6 separate regions of the Mus musculus genome follow, and all the other regions are linked to region 5. Evidence: chromatin contacts called from public HiChIP or PLAC-seq and promoter capture Hi-C data. All regions are on one chromosome and are shown on one strand. The core of a region is the stretch at or near the end of the contact, and the rest is flanking DNA. Distances in the headings are between cores, read along the strand shown. Region 1 holds the start of Cgnl1 (cingulin-like 1). Region 2 holds the start of Polr2m (polymerase (RNA) II (DNA directed) polypeptide M). Region 3 holds the start of Ccpg1 (cell cycle progression 1). Region 4 holds the start of Pigb (phosphatidylinositol glycan anchor biosynthesis, class B). Region 5 holds the start of BC065403 (cDNA sequence BC065403). Region 6 overlaps Tcf12 (transcription factor 12).

What was found. Promoter capture Hi-C pulls out the DNA fragments that hold promoters and counts their contacts. HiChIP or PLAC-seq counts read pairs in DNA pulled down with a chosen protein or histone mark.
Region 1: an H3K4me3 HiChIP or PLAC-seq map of bone marrow-derived macrophages shows a contact between it and region 5, with 8 times the contacts expected there. The contact joins the promoter of Cgnl1 here to the promoter of BC065403 in region 5. A contact is called at or near these places in 2 of 39 promoter capture datasets (cranial neural crest and frontonasal cranial neural crest), 1 of 15 datasets of contacts at CTCF or cohesin (the NIH/3T3 cell line), 4 of 115 datasets of contacts at active chromatin or transcription factors (bone marrow-derived macrophages, embryonic hindbrain, embryonic midbrain and 1 more) and 1 of 9 other capture datasets (embryonic stem cells).
Region 2: a promoter capture Hi-C map of liver shows a contact between it and region 5, with 10 times the contacts expected there. The contact joins the promoter of Polr2m here to the promoter of BC065403 in region 5. A contact is called at or near these places in 2 of 39 promoter capture datasets (hippocampal neurons and liver) and 1 of 115 datasets of contacts at active chromatin or transcription factors (bone marrow-derived macrophages).
Region 3: a contact with region 5 is called in a promoter capture Hi-C map of erythroid cells, with 19 times the contacts expected there. The contact joins the promoter of Ccpg1 here to the promoter of BC065403 in region 5. A contact is called at or near these places in 1 of 39 promoter capture datasets (erythroid cells) and 1 of 9 other capture datasets (pancreatic islet).
Region 4: a contact with region 5 is called in a promoter capture Hi-C map of erythroid cells, with 12 times the contacts expected there. The contact joins the promoter of Pigb here to the promoter of BC065403 in region 5. A contact is called at or near these places in 2 of 39 promoter capture datasets (erythroid cells and liver).
Region 6: a contact with region 5 is called in an H3K27ac HiChIP or PLAC-seq map of T-cell acute lymphoblastic leukemia, with 6 times the contacts expected there. The contact joins the enhancer-like site here to the promoter of BC065403 in region 5. A contact is called at or near these places in 4 of 484 Hi-C or Micro-C datasets (pro-B cells, stem cell-derived neural stem cells, tail fibroblasts and 1 more), 5 of 115 datasets of contacts at active chromatin or transcription factors (the NIH/3T3 cell line, T-cell acute lymphoblastic leukemia, embryonic basal ganglia and 2 more) and 1 of 9 other capture datasets (embryonic stem cells).

Annotation. Positions count from the first base shown.
Region 1 is chr9:71,770,274-71,773,481 of GRCm38.p6, reverse strand. Cgnl1 (cingulin-like 1) reads left to right here and starts at 1,880. Exons shown (of 19, transcript NM_026599.5): 1 at 1,880-1,973.
Region 2 is chr9:71,484,683-71,487,503 of GRCm38.p6, reverse strand. Polr2m (polymerase (RNA) II (DNA directed) polypeptide M) reads left to right here and starts at 1,521. Exons shown (of 4, transcript NM_178602.3): 1 at 1,521-1,820. The coding sequence starts at 1,708.
Region 3 is chr9:72,984,088-72,987,027 of GRCm38.p6, reverse strand. It overlaps Ccpg1 (cell cycle progression 1), which reads right to left and starts at 1,524. Exons shown (of 9, transcript NM_001286544.1): 1 at 1,355-1,524. Ccpg1os (cell cycle progression 1, opposite strand) reads left to right here and starts at 1,652. Exons shown (of 2, transcript NM_001198789.1): 1 at 1,652-1,887. The coding sequence starts at 1,861.
Region 4 is chr9:73,038,278-73,041,171 of GRCm38.p6, reverse strand. Pigb (phosphatidylinositol glycan anchor biosynthesis, class B) reads left to right here and starts at 1,473. Exons shown (of 12, transcript NM_018889.3): 1 at 1,473-1,710; 2 at 2,414-2,549. The coding sequence starts at 1,581. It overlaps Pigbos1 (Pigb opposite strand 1), which reads right to left and starts at 1,454. Exons shown (of 2, transcript NM_001308425.1): 1 at 1,307-1,454.
Region 5 is chr9:72,408,591-72,411,552 of GRCm38.p6, reverse strand. BC065403 (cDNA sequence BC065403) reads left to right here and starts at 1,686. Exons shown (of 2, transcript NR_152222.1): 1 at 1,686-1,883; 2 at 2,065-2,909. It overlaps Gm27230 (a long non-coding RNA gene), which reads right to left. Exons shown (of 8, transcript XR_003948355.1): 6 at 2,223-2,265; 7 at 1,542-2,140; 8 at 658-836.
Region 6 is chr9:71,872,814-71,876,007 of GRCm38.p6, reverse strand. It overlaps Tcf12 (transcription factor 12), which reads left to right. Exons shown (of 21, transcript NM_011544.3): 13 at 1-19. Among named protein-coding and RNA genes, the nearest start is that of Cgnl1, 100 kb to the right of the region's middle. Within about 2 kb of position 1,582, at least 38 of the 459 cell types and tissues checked have an H3K27ac peak or open chromatin away from gene starts, as enhancers often do. A contact at or near this core is called in T-cell acute lymphoblastic leukemia, where this site is marked.

The DNA.
Region 1 (3,208 bases), core at 631-3,130, 640 kb after region 5:
CTGGTCTACAGAGAGAATTCTTGACAGCCAGGGCACAGAGACACAGGACACAGAGAAACCCTGTCTTGAAAAACCAAATAAAAACCCCAAATAGTTAAGTAAATAAATAAGTAAACAAACAAACAAATAAGTATATCACTTGATGAATAGAGGTTCAGATCCCAAGCTCCCACATCAGATGCTCAACCTCCTGTAGCTCCAGCAGGTCCCACATCTTCTCTGGTCTCTGTGAACACTGCACATGCATGGTGCACACATATACACCCAGGCACACATGTAGACATGAAATAAATACATCTTTAAAAAACATACCTCTTTCCCTGTGGTCCTATTTCTGTTTCTGGAAACACATCTGGTTACCAGTTTTAGACGCTCTCTGGGACCGTCCCTCCCCACACGGATTCCTCTTGTAAGCCTCCTCCTGGTTTGTACGGTTCTGCCAATCCCGGTGTTCAGAGCCATTTAGGTGCAGGTTCCACTGCAGGCATTTTGAGGTGTCTAAGGCATGGTTAACATGTGTCTGCGCCTGTGTTATATGACACCCTTTCTATCGTCCAGCACAGCCTCCCTTACAGTTTGCCTAATTCCAGATATACCCAAAACCCAGATGTCTTTGCACTGGCAAGCAGTCCCGTTGAGAACACTGTTCATGCAGTTTTATCATCTACAAAGCCCAGACTTGAGAACTAAGCAATCAAGTTTCACAAAAACGTGCAATGTTTTAAGTAGGCTTACTACTTTCTTTTTGTTGGGAGGAGGGACAAAGGTTGCATTCATAACTATACTCGGCTGACTAGGCGTGGAGCATGCCTGGTAGACCCACTGTTTCCAAAGGGGTCCAGGGAGAATAGCTTCCTCCTTTGTCTTCTTTTTAAAGATCACTTGAAAATATTTTTTTTTCAAGTTTTGCCTGCATGTATACCTGTGCGCCACATATATGCAGTACCCGAGGAGGCCAGAAGATGGCACTAGATCCTCCTGGCACTGAAGTTAACAAAGGTTTTGGGAGCTGTCTTGATGGTGCTGGGAATTGAACCAGATCTTATAGAACAGAAACAGATCTTAACTTCTGAGCCATTTCTCCAGCTCTGTAAATAAATACAAGCACGTTTCATCACTGTGCAACTTTTCTTCTATTGCTGTTGCAGTTTTCCTACAAAATAATCACTATTACTTTTTGAAATCTTTTCACGTTACTGTTTTGAGTGACTGAATTTTTGAGTGTTGATTTTATTCAACATGTTTGTCAGTAAACATTTACTTATTAAAATACTGTAAGACACATGCCATTTCTGCAGTCCTTTCTTCAGGAATAACAAGCCGTTGAGTGAGTGCCTCGCTCACTTTACAATGGAGGAAACTGAACTTGGAAATGACACCCTGGCCTTCCCAGTTGGCAATGTAATGCCACCTTCCCTGGAAAACTAACTAAACTAGGGCCTGAGAGTTTGTCTCTAATGTCTGTGCTGCTACCAGGAGCCAGGTGACCTCAGAGCTAGGCCCAGCTTTAGCTTATAGACGTCACTTTGTCACTTCGTGCCTTTTGTGATTTGCTTCTAGGTGACAGAACAAGGCTGAGTGGAAGAATGGGGGGAAACTGAGATCTGGGGTGGGATTGCGGAATAGGGAAAGTTTCCTGGAGGAGGGGTTGTAAGGGGGTGCTGAGAGAGAGAAGAGAGTGGCTGCGGGTGGGAACGGGGTGCTGGTATGGGCGCAGGGAGGTCTCAGGGCGCAGATGGGGCAGGGTTTCAGGGATCGCCCGGGACTGTCCGCGAGGGGCCGCAGTCCTCGGTCCGCCGGGTCCTGGGTCGCTGGGAGGGTCCGGACGCAGACCCGCCTGCTCCTCCTCCCGGGAGGGCGGGCGACTGCAGGGCGGGGCGGGGCTGGCGCGGCCTCCTGGCGACGCGGCGGCCGCTGCTCTCCGGCCCGGCTCTGCGGGCAGCTGCCGGAGCGGGACCCTGGAGGCAGAGGCGGTAAGTGAGCTCCGAGCGGGAGCCCGGAGGGTGTGCGCGGGACCCCGGAGCCCAGACGGTGCCCGGGAACTCGACAGGCTCGAGCTCCTGCAGCTTTGCGCAGTGCTCAGCCTCAGCGTCGGTCGTGGGATCCGGGCGCCGCGGCTGCAGTCCCGGGGCTGGAGGTGCGCTCCTGCCTCCTACGCTGAGCCCAGTACTGCAGACGAGTCGGACAGTTGGTGGCGAGCCTGTACAGGGCTCTAGTGACAGCTGCGGGCGAGCCCCACGGAGCACCGCACTCCCAACCCTTCCCTGCAGTGTTTGATCTCAGTGCTCTTTAAGCCATTCCTTAGAACAGGCTGGTGGCCGCTCCGCTGTCCTGGCCCCGCGTGCCACTGCACTGTCCAGGCAGGTCACCCCGAAAGCCCTTAAACCACGAGAGCACTTTTTTCGCTTTCTGAGGGACTTTTCCAAGTTGCATCACCGTTTGGCTTCAAGGTAGGTGCCTGGCTGTGGTGTTGGACTTACAGAGACTTTTTTTTTTTTTTTTAAGAACTTTGTATATTTACTGTGTGCGTGCCCTTTTACCCCAAGAACCCTTCCAACGCCGAGTACCCTGCTCAAAATACTGTAGGAGTTCTTTTAAAGAGGACTTGGCTTGCAGAGTGGGCTACACACCTGGTGAGATTTAAATCAAAACCAATGAAAAGATTCTCACCTTCCTCGCGCCCCCCACCCCCACCCTGGGTACATCTCTACTCCAGGGGTCTGGGGGTAGTCGGCGGTGGGAACTTTTAAAAAGCGACCCCGGGTGGTTCTGGGTGCAGCCAAGTTTGGAAGAGCAGAGCGCTCAGGCTCCTGACCCACCTCTCCACCAGGGGAGCCTGTGGACGCAGCCTGCTAACCTTAGACCGCAGGTGGTGCCATTTAAAAAATAAAAGTTCTCTTTGTTCCTAATTCTATTTACAGTAAATATTTCCGGGGGCACTTTCTATTTAGGAGGTTGGAGTGTGGGCATTAAATTCTGAAGTCATTGCCAGAGTCAAGGTTATATAGTCCTGTCAGGGAAAACCAAGTGATTCGGAAAAGTGTCTCAGATGAAGAGAACACTTAGGATTTGGTGAGCTTTTGTAGACCTCCTCCTTACACAGGCACGTGTGTACAGACACAAAAGCACTTGTGTTACATAAACGTGGGGATTTTCCTGGGAGTGGAGAGACCCTGAAGGGTTTCATTTGTGAGTTAGTTATTTTTGA
Region 2 (2,821 bases), core at 272-2,771, 920 kb after region 5:
GAAACCACATGGATTAGAAGTAGGAAGATCAGCTGTAGGGAGGACTCCTTCTGGGGATGGTAAAAACACCTCACAAGTTCTTGAAGAATATTGGCTTTTATCTAATCACCAAAAATTCTTCTATCTTCCAAAATGAGTTCATATCTGATATATGGGCTTCCTGAAACCTAACTGTCCAGAACTAACTACATGCTGTGGTCTCTTAGATCTCTTAGCAATGCTTCAAAGATAATTGTTTCGAAGTCCATCAGGTATAAGTGTTATAAAAACAATGAAATGTGACTCTCCCTGAGAAGCCCATGCCCATCTCTGGGTATATGTTCCATTTGAGCACTTTTATATCTCTGAACACTCATACTTAGGCCTGTATGAAAATATTTTTTATTAGACTCCTATTCTCCTAGTCCTGAATATTTTCAGCATCAAAGTTACAAACCCTGGTTTGAAATCCCTAAAAGATTAGAGGAATTTCTCAGGCCGTGGAAGTCAAGAGTGGAGCCGTTCTTCCTTTCTATTCCCTTTGTTAATATGGCTTAATAAGCCCACTCTTAAGAGAAATGAGAGTTTATGTTGACATGAACATCTATTAAAAATGTTGACAGTGACTTGATCTGTGATCATTAAGAACTGAAAACAACTCAAATATCCTTCAGCATAAACACACAACTCACAATGCAATACTGCCTAGCAATAAAAAAGGGGCAGGGCAGCAAAGCCCGAATCAGAAACTGTCCAACTACTTGCCAAAGACGCTGTACTATTTTGCATCCTCTGCTCCCCCATTAGCAGTCTGTAGGAATCTCAGTCGCTCTTCATTATTTCCAACAGTTGACATGGTCGACCTTTCTAATTCCTGATATTCTGACTTGCTCAAATATTCAAATCTTGTTTTGTTTGAGACAGAGTCACTTTGCAACCTCGAATTCACTATGTAGATCAGGCTGGCCTTGAACTCAGTCAGCCAGACTTAAAGGCATGCACGACCATACCTGACTATATTGTTTCTAATATGCATTTTATTATAGCTAGCTATATTGGTCACTTGTTATTTTTTGAAGACTAAATTATGTTAATGTGTGTGTGTTTGTGCGCAGGTGTCTGGAGAAGCCAGAGTTTGTGAAGTGCCCTGGAGCTGCAGTCTAAAGGCATTTGTAAGCTACCCAACAGGGGCACTGGTACCCAAACTCTGGCATACTGCAAAAGCAGTATGCCCTCTTAGCCACTGAGCCATCATTATAACCCCGTTATTTATTTTAACTGTGATTAATGTCCATTCAGGAATCCCTGTAAATTTTTTGTCCAAAACTTTGATTGCTTAATCGTAGATGCGACGCTCTATTACTTTCGTCATATTTTACTTATTAGAAGTGAGTTTGTAAGTCTTTGACTTGAGTGTCCTATATTTCCCAGTGCACAGGCGAAAAGCCGGGAAAGCAAAAGGCCCATCCAGAGAAAGCCCGCCAAACCCAGACGCCTTGGCGGTGATGTAACTTCCGCCCCTGCACGCTTCCTCGGGCGTCCCCTCGTCCTGGCCTGTCCGTTTCCGGCATTTCAATAAAGCTCCCTTCGGCTCGGAGAAGCCGTGCTCTTCCGGGAAAATGGCGACTCCCGCTCGCGCTCCAGAGTCGCCGCCGGCCGCGGAGCCAGCGCCCGCCGTGGGCCCCGCCGGGGATCCCTGCCCGCCGCGCCAGCCGCAGCCCGTGCGCAATGTTCTCGCTGCCCCGCGGCTTCGAGCCCCCAGCTCCCGAGGACTTGGGGCGGCAGAGTTCGGCGGAGCTGCGGGAGAGGTTGAGGCGCCAGGAGAGACTTTTGCGCAACGAGTAAGCGGTGGCCCTGGGGTCGCGGTTGCGGGGGATCGGGATCAGGGAACAGGCTCTCAGGGATCGGGATCCGGGGACTTGGTCTCCCGCCCCGCCCCGCGGCCTGGCGCGCGAAGGTGACCTTGCGTGGCCAGGCCTCCCGAGCCAGGCCTGTCCTGTGCGCGGGCATGGCTCCATGCTGCCCGGCCCTCACTCGGCAGCCGCGCCTGCTCGATTTCATGTTCGCACTACAGCTTTGAACGAGCTCCGGTACCAAAGCCTCTTGATCGGAACGTGTGGGATTTCCTTCTCTCTATCTGAAGCCCCACTCTTTCCCCAACCATAGATTTGGAGAGCGGGCTGGAAAGTTTGGTTCATGCGTAGTGGGGAGAAGATGATAGCTGATTGCCTAAAGGCAGCTTTGTTTAGGAACAGGATTGAAGGAAGACGCCAAAAGGATATTTTCTGAGAGGTTTTTTTTTCAGCAAGGAGGGAAAAATGGACCATGAAGGCAATCGAGGGATTGGGGGAACTGGTGTAATAATTTGGAGACAAATATATATTAATAGTTAACAGGTGGTTGAAGTTTCTGGGGAGCAACAAAGAATAATGGGAAAATTGGGAGAGAGGGATGGATTTTAGGTTAATTTTTTATTTTGGGCGTATTCAGTTGAGGGAGTAATTGCAGGCATTTAGTTAATTAAAAGCCAACCGATTAAAACCCAGAGGAATGAGTATTAGGCACAAGAGAGAGAAGGCTGAAAAAAACCGAGAGGAACTCAGTTGCAGAGAGGCATTAATACTGTTGAAAACGTGGGAATAAATGTATCAGGAAAAATAGAGGACCCAAGGTTTAGCCCCCTTCTCCTGTTTGTTATATAACCAAGGAAAAGAACCAGAAAGGGAATTTTTGTCACTGAGGGAAAGGAGCCAATGACCATTTGGCAGGAGGGGTTCCTACTAGAAACAGGTAGGTATTTTGACTTTTCAAGATTGGGTTGTTAATTTTAGCAGTGAATTAA
Region 3 (2,940 bases), core at 275-2,774, 580 kb before region 5:
CTGATCATCCTGGGGCTTAAACTCAGGGCCTCACATACATTAAGCAAGTACTGTACCAAAGAACTACATTCTCCGGTCTTTTTATACAGAAATATGCTCTCCACTATATTGCTCAAGTGGTCTCAAACTTGCCATTCCCCTGCTTCAGTTTCTAAATATCTGGGGTACCACCTTTAACTGGAATTTCAACTTTGGTGTAACAGGGTTAAAACAGCATTTACAGCAGGCTCCATGGTACCCAACTACGATCACAGTGCCTAGGACGCTTAGGCAAGAGAACTCCCAGGTCTAGCCTGGGATATATTAGTATCAGGACAGCCAGAGATACACAGCAAGAAAAAAAAGCCAAAAGCATTAACTCACCCTTAACAACCTTCTCAGTTCCCCTGTGACTTGAGCTTGTCAGAATAGCAAACTACTCACACCAGTTATACATGATAAATATCCCCTGAGAAATCTAAGACCTATTAAGATTGGGATCTTAAAGTTAGTCGGTGGACTCAGAAGGCAGAGGCAAACGGATTTCTGAGTTGGAGGTCAGCTTGGACTACAGTGCAAGTTTTAGGATAGGTGGAGATACACAGAGAAACCCTACCTCAAAAAACAAAAACAAACAAACCAAAAAAACCCAATCCACCCACTCCAAAAAAAAAAAAAAAAGGCGAAAGAAAAAATATTGGGTCTTTAAGATAGTTAGTGCTGACATTTCAAACATTATGTGACCTTGCTGGAAAGGTCTCATAGCACCCCTAACTGAGAATAACCAACTGGTTGCCCTTTCTAGGGACAAGCAGCCCCATACAGCCAATAAAGCAAAAGTGGGAGAGGGCAGTGCATGATGGTTCACCCTTAAGGAAAACACCCCAGCTGGTTGCGGTCTAGAACTCGGGCGCTGCCCCTGGCAGAGTTGGGATAAATGAGAGGTAAACACAAACGACACACGCGCAGCTGCTACTTAGGACAAGCCGTCAGCCTAACAAACGCTGGTAAGGACCCGGAGGGGAAGCGTGAAGAACGGGCGGAGAACAGGCTTCGGGGCTGAATAGGAGTATACTTCTGGGGTGCACACTTTTCTATTCCTGACACCTGGGACCTCCGAGCCGGCTCAGAGTGACGCACGCGGCATCTCAGCATACGGATGCAGCTGCACCTGAATCCCGGGGCGCCCAGCTCCGAGCTCGCGGGGCTGCAGCCTGCGAGCCCGCGCCTAACACCTGCCAGGTCGCGCCCTCCGCCCGAGGTCGCCCGAGGACCAAGGCATCCACCAGGAGAAAGCCTCCCGGCGCTGCGCCCGAAGGTACGAGTTGCAGCCCGCGGCCGCCCCATCAGCCCGACCTGCGCCCCAGGGTCTTACCCGAAGACAGCGCCTCTTCCGCCCGACCGCGCCAGCTGTCACCGTGGCGGCGTCCGCGCTCCAGACGCCAGTGACGCCTCATAAAAACAACAACCTGCTCGCAGGCGTCCGCAGCGGGGAAGCGGTGGCAGGCGCGGCGCAGCAAGGCATGCTGGGACTTGAAGTTCCTCCTACGTCTCCTGCCAGCTCGCGGCGAGCAAAAAGAACTACGACTCCCGAAGATGCGTACGGCCCGCACCCCTGAGGCTACCGGAAGCTGGGCGGAGCGACTGCGGATCTCCACAACATCCGGGCTCCCACGCCTGCAGCCGGTTGCCACGGAGACGGGCTGCCACACTGGAAGACGGAGGGTTTCCACCCACCGTCTTCCTCCCCAGAAATTGTAGTTTACGGGACTCCGATCGTCTTGCTGTTGCTTTCCGTCGGTTCTGTAAGAAGACTGGGCCCTACGCCTTCGCCAGACTTCTCGCTATCAGGAAAGAGTTGCTTTTGCCGAAGAGATTAAGATGGCGAGAGAGACAGACTGCGACTTGGTGGGTTTGGGCAGAGAGCTAGATGCTTTTGAAAGTCGAATTCATAATAGTGTTTGAGGCACCATCTACTCCCACTCACTAGTCACCAAGCTGTTATATTTACAAGTTTAAATGCACGATCCACAAAGTAATTACTCTGAAGGTGTATAGGAGGCACCTCACTACAAATGATCTTTTGTCCAGGATGGTTTTTGTTTTGCATTATCTATTTGCAGTCGTGGGGATCGAACTCAGGGACTTGTGCATGGTAGGTAATCTCTGTTCTACTGAACTACACCTCCCAGCCCTAGAACCTTCATGTTTTTGTCACTTAGAGTATGCCTAGTCTAAAAGGATGGAAGAGGGTGAATAGGAGTGCACTCACCCCAGAGGGAAGTTACCGTTCCTCTGTCCCCTACCTGTCTAGTGAGTAAACAGTAAAGGAAACCATTCAACAAGCTGATGTTGGGCAAAAGCTAGTTCACATTTAGATCTGATATTTGTGTTGCTGTAACTAGGGATTGAACCTCAAGCCTCACACAAGCTAAGAAAGCCCTCTACAAAGGAGGTAGATCCCTAACCCCTCGTTTTTGTTTGGGTGAGAGGGGAGTTCTGGGTGGTGGGTTTTTTTTGAGACAGAGCTTCTCAGAGTAACTCGGGCTGACTTTAAATTCTTTGTGTAGCTGGCACTGAATTCCAGAACCCCTTGCCTTTATTTCCCAAGTGTTAGGATTACAGGCCTATGCTACTACACTCTGCTCTTCCAACTTGGTGAACAGGCGAAAATTTAAATAACAAAGCTGGCTTTACAGTGAGTGGGTTTGTAAAGTGGTACTTACTTTGATTACTTATGAGCTGTAGACGAGATAGCACGGTCCCCCATGACTTGGTGTAGATAAGACACCTGGTGACTTGGATTATTGAAGTGACTTTTTAAAATCATTAAATCTAGACCTGAAGGTGATTGTGTTAGTCAGGGTTCTCTAGAGTCACAGAACCTATGGATAGTCTCTATATAGTAAAAGAATTTATTGATGACTTACAGTCCCCAGCCCAATTCCCAACAATGGTTCA
Region 4 (2,894 bases), core at 224-2,723, 630 kb before region 5:
TCCTCTAAAGGATGATAGAGAGAGGGGACAAGTGACCTCACTATGCCTTCTGCAGTAGCTGTAACTCTTTTAAGCAAGCTGTATGACAAAAGCGATTTTTAAGAGGCTGTAAAACTTCACTGAGCCAGGTGTGGTGGTGCAGGATTTTAATTCCAGCACCAGGTGTGGGCAGAGACTATGTGAGTCTGAGGCCTGTCTGGTCTAAAGAGCTGAGTTCCAAGCCAGCCAAGGCTACATAGTAAGAGCCTATCTCAAAAAAAGCAAAAGCAAATTATGTTGAGTTCTTTTGATATTTTAGGAGAAATCAAACGCAAATCATTTGCATGCCTTCTTTGAGAAAAATGGGGTGGGGGTGTAGAAGATTTTGCTTCTCGATCCAACAACTGAAAACAGTAGAAAGTGACAAATGAACAACACAGCACTTTCCGTGTCAACCCCCTCAGCATCTGGGTCAGAGGCTGTGAATGAAGAGAGCACAGGGAAGGAGCCACACACTTTCTGGACTCCGATATGGATCCTTAATCCAAGCCTCAGGTCACAAAAATAATCAGCAACTCCTTCCTGTACTGTAAGGAGCTTGCCCTAAATAGTTCTCAGGCATAATTTAAGCTCGCCGAGGAAAGAAAAGCATGTCTTCTCCTGGATTATACAGTTGACCACACAAAAGACAATTTATGTGTATGGGTGTTCGTCTTCATGTATGTATCTGCAATAGCACGCATGCCTGGTACCCTCGGAGACACCAGGCTAGTATATGGGTATTCTGCAAGTGCAGTCAGTGTTTTTAAGCCCTGAACCAGTTCTCCAGCCCCCACCAACTAATTTTTTAAATGCCTTGATTGCTGGTCATGATGGCCCATGCTTTTGATCCCAACATCCATAAGACAGAGGCAGGAGTTTGAGGCCAGTCTGGTCTACACAGCAAGTTCCAGGCCAGCCACGGTTATATAAGACTGTGGCCCTGTCACAAAGATAAGAGGAGACAGAGTGTGGTGGCTTAGGCATTAAATCCCAGCACTCATGAGGCAGAGACGGTAATTCTCCCGAGTTCAAGGCCAGTCTGATCTACATAGTGAGATCGACTCCAGAAAATAAAAAGTTGATTAGAAAATAGATAATTAGGGATAGAGAAATCCATTGGGGTGGTAAAAAATTGATAATAAAAATTCATTGAGTTATAACTTTTTCCTATTATTGTAAGAACCGTGATGAAACTTCCCACGCGAGGACGTGGCGTGAGGGATGAGCACCGCGGTCACCCGGGAGCTGGTCCTCAGCGATGCACTGCCTCCCTCTGCTCTGTTACCTCCGAGCGCCTCCTCGGCGGGCGCTGTGCGAGGTGTGTCAGGCGGAGTAAAGAATCCAGAATCTTTATTTTTGTCTTTTCCAGCATTGAACACTGGTCAGGGAGGTTTGCTCCTGACCCACCCGGAGACTCATCCGCTTCCGGCAGCACTTCCTGCCGCGGTAGTGCCGGAGCAGCGAAGGGACGGCGGCTCGCGGGGCCCAATCTTAGTGGCATGTGTCCGCCTACAAGAAAGTGAGGGGCGGGCACCGTGGGCTGCAGGTAGCCGGGGAGGATGGAGTCCCAGGCCGCCGACTATAACCCGGCCTCCCGCAATCTCCACGGCAGCTCGGGAGAAATGAAGCTGCGGAGGAGGAAGTCCAGGCAGTACGTGAGCGCGCAGGAGAAACGCTCTCCGCGCCGTGGTGAGTGCCGGGCTCACGGCAGAGCTCGGGGCACCTGGGACTACACAGCGTGGTGGCAATGAGCTCAGGCTCGCTGAACACAGTCTCTTCGCTGTGTTGTGCTGACTGTGCTTAGACGTGTCTCAATCCTCCTGCATCAGTCTCCCCAGTGCTGTGTGGTGATGTCACATCATCACACCTGGCATACAGATTTTCACATAAAATCTTTCCCTACCTCCAAGCACCACCACTGTTGGTAACTAAAGCGAAAATACAGGCTGCCTGCACACTGGGAAAAGCAAACTTTGGAAACAGCCGACCGACTACCTAGTCAGTAACAGTATTTTTGTGTTGGGCAAAGCAGTTTCTGAACCTTAGCATCCTCACAAGTAAAACAGGTTCAGACTCACCAGTGGTTAACAAATTGTGTGTGTGTGTGCGTTGTGTGTTCTTTAGTGGGGTTTGTATCTATTTTTTGCGGTGGGGGGAGGTGTTCGTGGGTTGTTTTCTATTCCCTACAGATTGCTAGGGAATAGAAAACACTCCATGGCCTCAGCAAGCTAGACAAGAGTTCCACCCCTGAGCTAGTGCCTCAGCTAGCTCAGTGGAGTGCTGTGGAAGGTGTTAACAGAGAGGGAGCCAGTGCACCGGGCATGTGGCATTGGGGGGTGGGGGGAACTCGCTCACTTTTATGCCACACTTACTGCTTTGATTTGCTTTCCAGGTCTTCTTGGAGAAAACACTTACCTGGTCTTGTTTACCATCGCTCTGCGAATACTTAACTGCTTCTTAGTGCAGACAAGCTTTGTTCCTGATGAATACTGGCAGTCCCTCGAAGTTGCACACCGCATGGTTTTCAGATATCCTTTATGGTTTCTTTTCCACTCTGAGTGTGTCTTCATCTTAGGAGCTCAGTTCATGATTATATCTTTTCAGTAATTCTTTGAATAATTTCAGCTCAACCAAGTATGCTGTTGTTGTGTGCTGATAGTTACCGTATGTCTCCCTTTGACACAGACTTGACAGAGAAGAAAAACACACACACACACACAAAGAAAATATAGGCATGGTATCACATGACTTTTTAATCCCACCCAGTATTTAGGAGGCAGAAGCAGGTGGATTTCTGAGTTTGAGGCCAGCCTGATCTACAGAGCTAGTTCTAGGACAGCCAGGGCTATACAGAGAAACCCTGTCTCGGAAAA
Region 5 (2,962 bases), core at 437-2,936:
CCATCGTCTTAAACTGGGTGGTGGTCCCACATGGGGGTAAGCGAATGTGGGGCTGAGACGGTCTGGACAACAATGAAAGGTTTCTACATGAATCATAAACAATTAACTCCCAACTAAGCATGCAACGCATCAGTGTGTCTGTATAAGTACTTGTCTTTGTTGCTTCATGTGACTTCATTATAGCCTCCGATCTGAACATACCATGCCAGTCTGTATGTACCAGGTGAACTGTGACACCACACAGCACCCATGGTCACTGCCTGAATCACCCCAGCTCAGGCCAGAGCTACTGTATGTTGGATTTTGTATTTTTTCTGTACATACAAGGTCTTCAATTCTCATAGAGACATATAGAAGACATATATAGAGACATATACAGATTATATAAAACAAAGACATTTAATATTTTTGTCCAATCATTCTTTTTTTAAGATTTATTTATTTTATGTATGTGAGTGCACTGTAGCTGTACAGATGGTTGTGAGCCTTCATGTGGTTGTTGGGAATTGAATTTAGGACCTCTGCTCAGTCTGGTTGGCTCCGCTCGCTCCAGTCCAAAGATTTATTTGTTATTATACATAAGTACACTGTAGCTGTCTTCAGACACACCAGAAGAGGGCGTCAGATCTCTTTACAGGTGGTTGTGAGCCACCATGTGGTTGGTGGGATTTGAACTCAGGACCTTTGGAAGAGCAGTCAGTGCTCTAACCGGCTGAGCCATCTCGCCAGCTCTCTCGTTTCATCATTCTTTACTATGTGAGCATCAAATTAGCATATTGTTGGATTGAATTGTGTTGGAATGCTTGATCTTGAATCCAGTTGTTATTGACTACCGGCTTGAATTTCATAAAAGAAACCAATAAAGAAATTTTAGCTTCAACAACTTCTGAAATGACTCTAATGACACTCCTAACATTTTGTGCTATATATGTTTATGAAAAGTGGTATTCTCAGCTCTTGACAATGATAAAATCAAAGTATCCATGTCACAGAGCAACCAAACCCTTCATGACTGAGTTCAGATGCCACTGTTGCCATAAAAATCAACCAAGTCCCTCAACTGACCTGCGACTTCCCCCACCTGAACTCTCTCTGGCCGCTCCCTTGAGGGTTCTTCCTTTGGGGACCTCAACATGTCCTCTTTGTCAATGCTCAAAGAAAGGCCTGATACCTCACCTCTCAGAAGTCTTCGTCTCCCAGCAGCACCCAGAAGAGAAACTTCACTCAGTACACTCCCCTAGTCCCCTAATAGAAGGAACTGCATAACCATTTCCACAAACTCTTGGTTCTAGCCCCTAACTTAACAATTCAATTTTAAGATGGAAAAGAATAAAGTGCTAAATAATACATCCTAAGAAAAGCCAAGAAACAGGATCAAAGTAAGAGGTACAAGGGAAAAGCCACTGCCCAGAGATGGAGTAGAGAGCTGAGCTTTTGAGCGTGGGAGGCTCTGCAGAGGCTGCAACCCCACCCCAACCCCACAGCGGCTGGGGCAGCTTTTTCTCTGCTGAGCTGTCAATCCACTTCACTAATGCTCTTACCACTGAGAAACTGAACGGTGGCCGGAAGCCCAGAGTAGCCCTTTGGGTGGGGTAGTAAATCCTCCAATAGGACTTCTAGTAGTTACTGGAAGGGTCCAGACTTCAAGACCTTTCTTGCTTTCTCATGTTGAAATCTTGAGGATGCTGGGATAGTCTGACGTGTGGTCAGAGCTATGAGGAAGTAACTAACACAGACAGTATCTTTGTCTGCAGTTCCTAGCGGGGTAGCACATCATTCAGGAGACAGCTTCTAGATGATACTGAATCCCAAGAGAGGGGCCTGGCAGATGAATGACATCAGCTAAGGCAACCTGAAGGGCCTCGTGCCACACAACGATAACAGTAAGTACCCTCTATCTCACTTCAGACAGTCTGAAAGGCAGGCTTTTGGAAAAGCATCATCCCCATTGAGAGGATGGCCCTGCCTGACAAATTCTGCTGTGAGGGTGTGGGAGGGGCGCCTTTATGTCTTCTATTTCCCTTAAGAAGTTCAGTCACGTTCAGTCACATGCCTGGCTCGCAGTCTGTTTATCAGGATCAAGCACGCTCTCTGGAGAGCGCAGACAGCAGGATGGGCCGAGCTCGGATGACAGTCTGCCCTGTGGAGATTGACTTTAATGAAGCAAGAATAAACAGGAAGATTAAGTACAAGCAGAAACCAGTGACAAGTTCTGAGCTCACCTCTCTGCTGGAATTGAAGGGCTCTCTGCCGCTGAGCGAGTCTCTGTTAGAGAGAAAGAGGCATCATCTGTTTGGTCGCTAATGATCCTGTTATCCACATCGGGCCCCAGTGTGCGCAAAGAAAAGTTTTCTCTCGATTTAGAGAGCAACTTCTGTATGTTTTATTTATATCTACTCACAAAACAAATTGTTTTCTAAGATTGGAAAAGTTAAGATTGATAAGGGTTGAGAAAATATTTAATAAACTGAAAAATGACATCCTTTTAGGGATTAAGGATTGCTAGTATTACTCTGCTATCTGCACCGAGCATTCACACCTACTCGGGTGTTTGTGGCATAAACGTGGCTAGTTCTGCGGGGAGATCTTACAGAAGGATGACTGTCCTGGAATAAACAGACCAACCAGCTAGTCTTCTTTATAAAGCCACTTCTTAGGGCTTTCTAAACGGATCCTAATACCCGACTGTTTTGGTTCCTCATTTCGTGTATGATTTTTGAAAAGTAACTTTTTAAAAACCTGTTTTGCAAAACAGCCAGTAAGCAAGTCCAGGATTCCCATCGGCCCTCTGGAGATGCCATTTCATTCATATCCTGAGTACCGAGTATTTTCTTTCTTTTTTTCCCCCCCACTATTGTGTTTCTTTTGGAAAAAAAATAGATCTTATTAAAACTGGAATGAAGTCTGAATTAGCTGTAGCACATTCTGCAGTACTTAATTCAACTGGGAGTTGCTTCGTGAC
Region 6 (3,194 bases), core at 333-2,832, 540 kb after region 5:
TCTCCTTCACCTCTCACAGGTGGGTTTCTCTGTTATTCATAATATGTGTAAATCTTCTACTTGGAGTCTCTGAGTCAACAAAATTTCAATTAAATCCTATTTAAATTATGAAAATATTCTGACTTTGCTATACGTTGAAGAAATATTGAATTATTTATGTGTATCTTCCTAGGTTTTTAAATAATGTGATGGTTTCCAATAACAATTGTAGCTGGATGGTGGTGACACATGCCTTTAATCCCAGGCAGAGGCAGACAGATCTCTTGAGTTCGAGGCTAATCCTGGTTCCAAGACAGCCAGGTCTACACTGATAAACCCTGACTAAAAACAAACAAAAGCCTTTGACTACTAGGCTTTTCACCTTTTTTATATGAAAACTTACCAGGGGATGATAATGCTGGGTGAGCAGCATTGGCGGGGCTGCTTAAGTGGTTCACTTTGTTTTCCTTTCTCCTGATTTTTGTTTTGTTTTGTTTTGTTTGAGACAGGGTTTCTCTGTGTGACTCTGGCTGTCCTGGAACTCAATTTGTAGGCCAGGCTGGCCTCGAACTCAGAAATCTGCCTGCCTCTGCCTCCCAAGTGCTAAGATTAAAGGCGTGCACCACCACCACCCGGCCCTTTCTCCTGATTCTTAACATTAATTTTGATAAGTTCTAGAACTATCCTATGGGATGAATTTTTTGAGATACTATAATTATAAGTGATAATATTTATTAGGATTAAGTAAAATAATGTGAAAATATCTTTCAAACAATAATCTTAAAACGTTACCCATATTTTTCTAAGCAACTTTGGAGGGGTTGGACTTGCTGGAGAAAAATGTTTTGAAAAAGAGGTGTTACTGGACAAGTGAACTGGCTCACTACATCCCTGCCTCACCAGTCAGCCTCAGCAGCAGCTCTGCGTTCCCAGTCTGGCCTCAGTTACATCCAGCCTTATGCTGGGCTTCTTAAAGTCACAGCTTTTGCTGTCACCTGTGCTTTGTGTCAGCCACATTCCAGGGTGGACATGTTGAGCTGCAGCAGCTGCTTCAGGCTAGTAGCAGTCTGTGCCACTTTTTCAGACATCATGGCTTCAGCTGTCTAGTAAATGCTAAGCAGCTGTTGCCCACATAGGCAAGATGATGAAAGACCCATTGACTTAGAGTTGTGTAACGGGGCTGAAGTTACAGAGAGAATGATGGAACTTAGCCCTGCTCACTATCTTGGCACTGTTTTACCAAAATTCTCAGCATAATTTTTGCCACAGCCCGTTTTTACACTTTGTTATATGACTTGTCTGCCTTTACTGTACTTACTAATCATGGGAGAGGAGCTGGGAGCTCAGCCTCTAAGAAGGCATGGGTGAAACTGAGAATGGTTACGTCAAGTCTGAGGCCTCCTCCATTGGTGAGGCTTAGCTGATGATACTCTTTCCTGTAACTCAGGTAACTAATCAAAATGTAGACTGCTGATTGTATGGTGGTGAGCCTCCTTTGAATTCAGCAGTCCTAGAGAACCTTTTGCACGTGATGCTGTTGAAACACCAAATTAGAGTATTTATAAAGGCACATCTCCTGCTTCTCTGTCTAGTGTGCTTGTCTCTACTTCCGTTGTTTACGAGAACACCCACACCATGAAAGAACAGAGACAGGGTGAGAGGAAAAGCTCTAGATTATAAACATTCAAAGTCAAAAGAAAAGGAAACAGCAAACCAGCACTCCTGCTGTGGAGATTGCTTTGTATCTTATATGGCCTTGATCTGTTATCTGGAATGAGTAGGTTATCCCCAGTTAGCCCTGTTTCCTGTGTTCAACCAACAGTCAGATTCACCACAGGATCTGTGAGCATAGACCCACAGGCAACAGATTCCCACAGGCAGCTTCATGGTTGTCATTCTTGAATAAATACACCTTATCTTCCTCCAGAGCTTTCCAAACAAGAAGCATGCATTTTTATGTATTTTTATGAGGGAGCCTCTGAGACACTGTACTAATGACTGGGCTGGAAGTCGTGATATAGACCAAAATGACCTTCACCTCTGCCTGCCTCTGCCTCCCAGGTGCTGGGCTTAAAGGCCTGTGAGCATTTGTTCTTAAGTCAAGAAGCCCATAGCAGGATCGCTAGAAATCTGCATATCAGAGTTCCTGCTTTGTCTTCTAGCAGATCCTTCTGACAGCTTTGAGACACCACAAACAGTATCCAGTAGACGAAAAGACCTTTTTTTTTTAACCCTGTCTTTTAAGAAATCTTTTCCAGAAACCTCTCCTATAGACTTAACCTCATGTTTCATTGGCCATCACGGGGCCTGCCTCAGTTGCCTGCATCTGCAATAGAACTGACATGTTTATCTTAGGTGTTAGGATTTATTCAGAGTTAGGATAGAATTATTCTGTGCCATTCAGACAGAACAGGCCTACCCTTCAGCCCTTGAACAGACTTAGTACTTTGGCAACAAGGTGAAAGGGAAATGGCTATGCCTGCTACAGTTCGGAAGTGGCACAACATTTATGTTAGGCGAATATGTTCGGTATGGGAGCTTGGGAGGCAGGCAAGCAGAACATTCCTTGACTTTCTTTACCTTCATATGGAATTTAGGTGGGGAATGTCTGTAATGTTAGAACCTTGTACCAGTCCTCAGAACCTCATACTAAAAGTTGAGTCTAAGTTTATGTTAGTTTAATCAAAACATTATGTTGTGTACATCGTCTATGAGCATGCCCAGTGTAAAATACTCGCCTTACTTGAGCAAGTTTCCAGTCGAGATGAGAAAATACAATGAAAATAAAGCCACAGAATTGACACTGAGTTGTGGTCAAGTTAGGGCACAGGCTTCATGAAATGAAATTTAATAAGAGGAAAGTGGTTTTTGTGAGTATAAAGGGAAGAGCACAGTACAGATCTGCATAGGAGAAAGTGCCTGCCCTCCTCTTCTAGTCATTTACCGAGAGGGTGACTGGCTGTGTTGTGGTAAACTGTAACATTAGGATTCCAGTAGGGTAAGATGGAGGCCCATGAAGGCTTGAGTTTAGGGTGAGGTTACAAAGAGAAACTATTGGGGGCCTGAAGTAAGAGAAATAACTGGAGCCACAAGTTGTGCACTCAGGAGGCAGAAGACAGGTGGATCTCTATGAGTTTGAAGCCAGCCTGGTCTACATAGCAAGTTCCAGGCCACCCACAGGTACATAGTAAGACATTGTCTTAGAAACAAGAGAA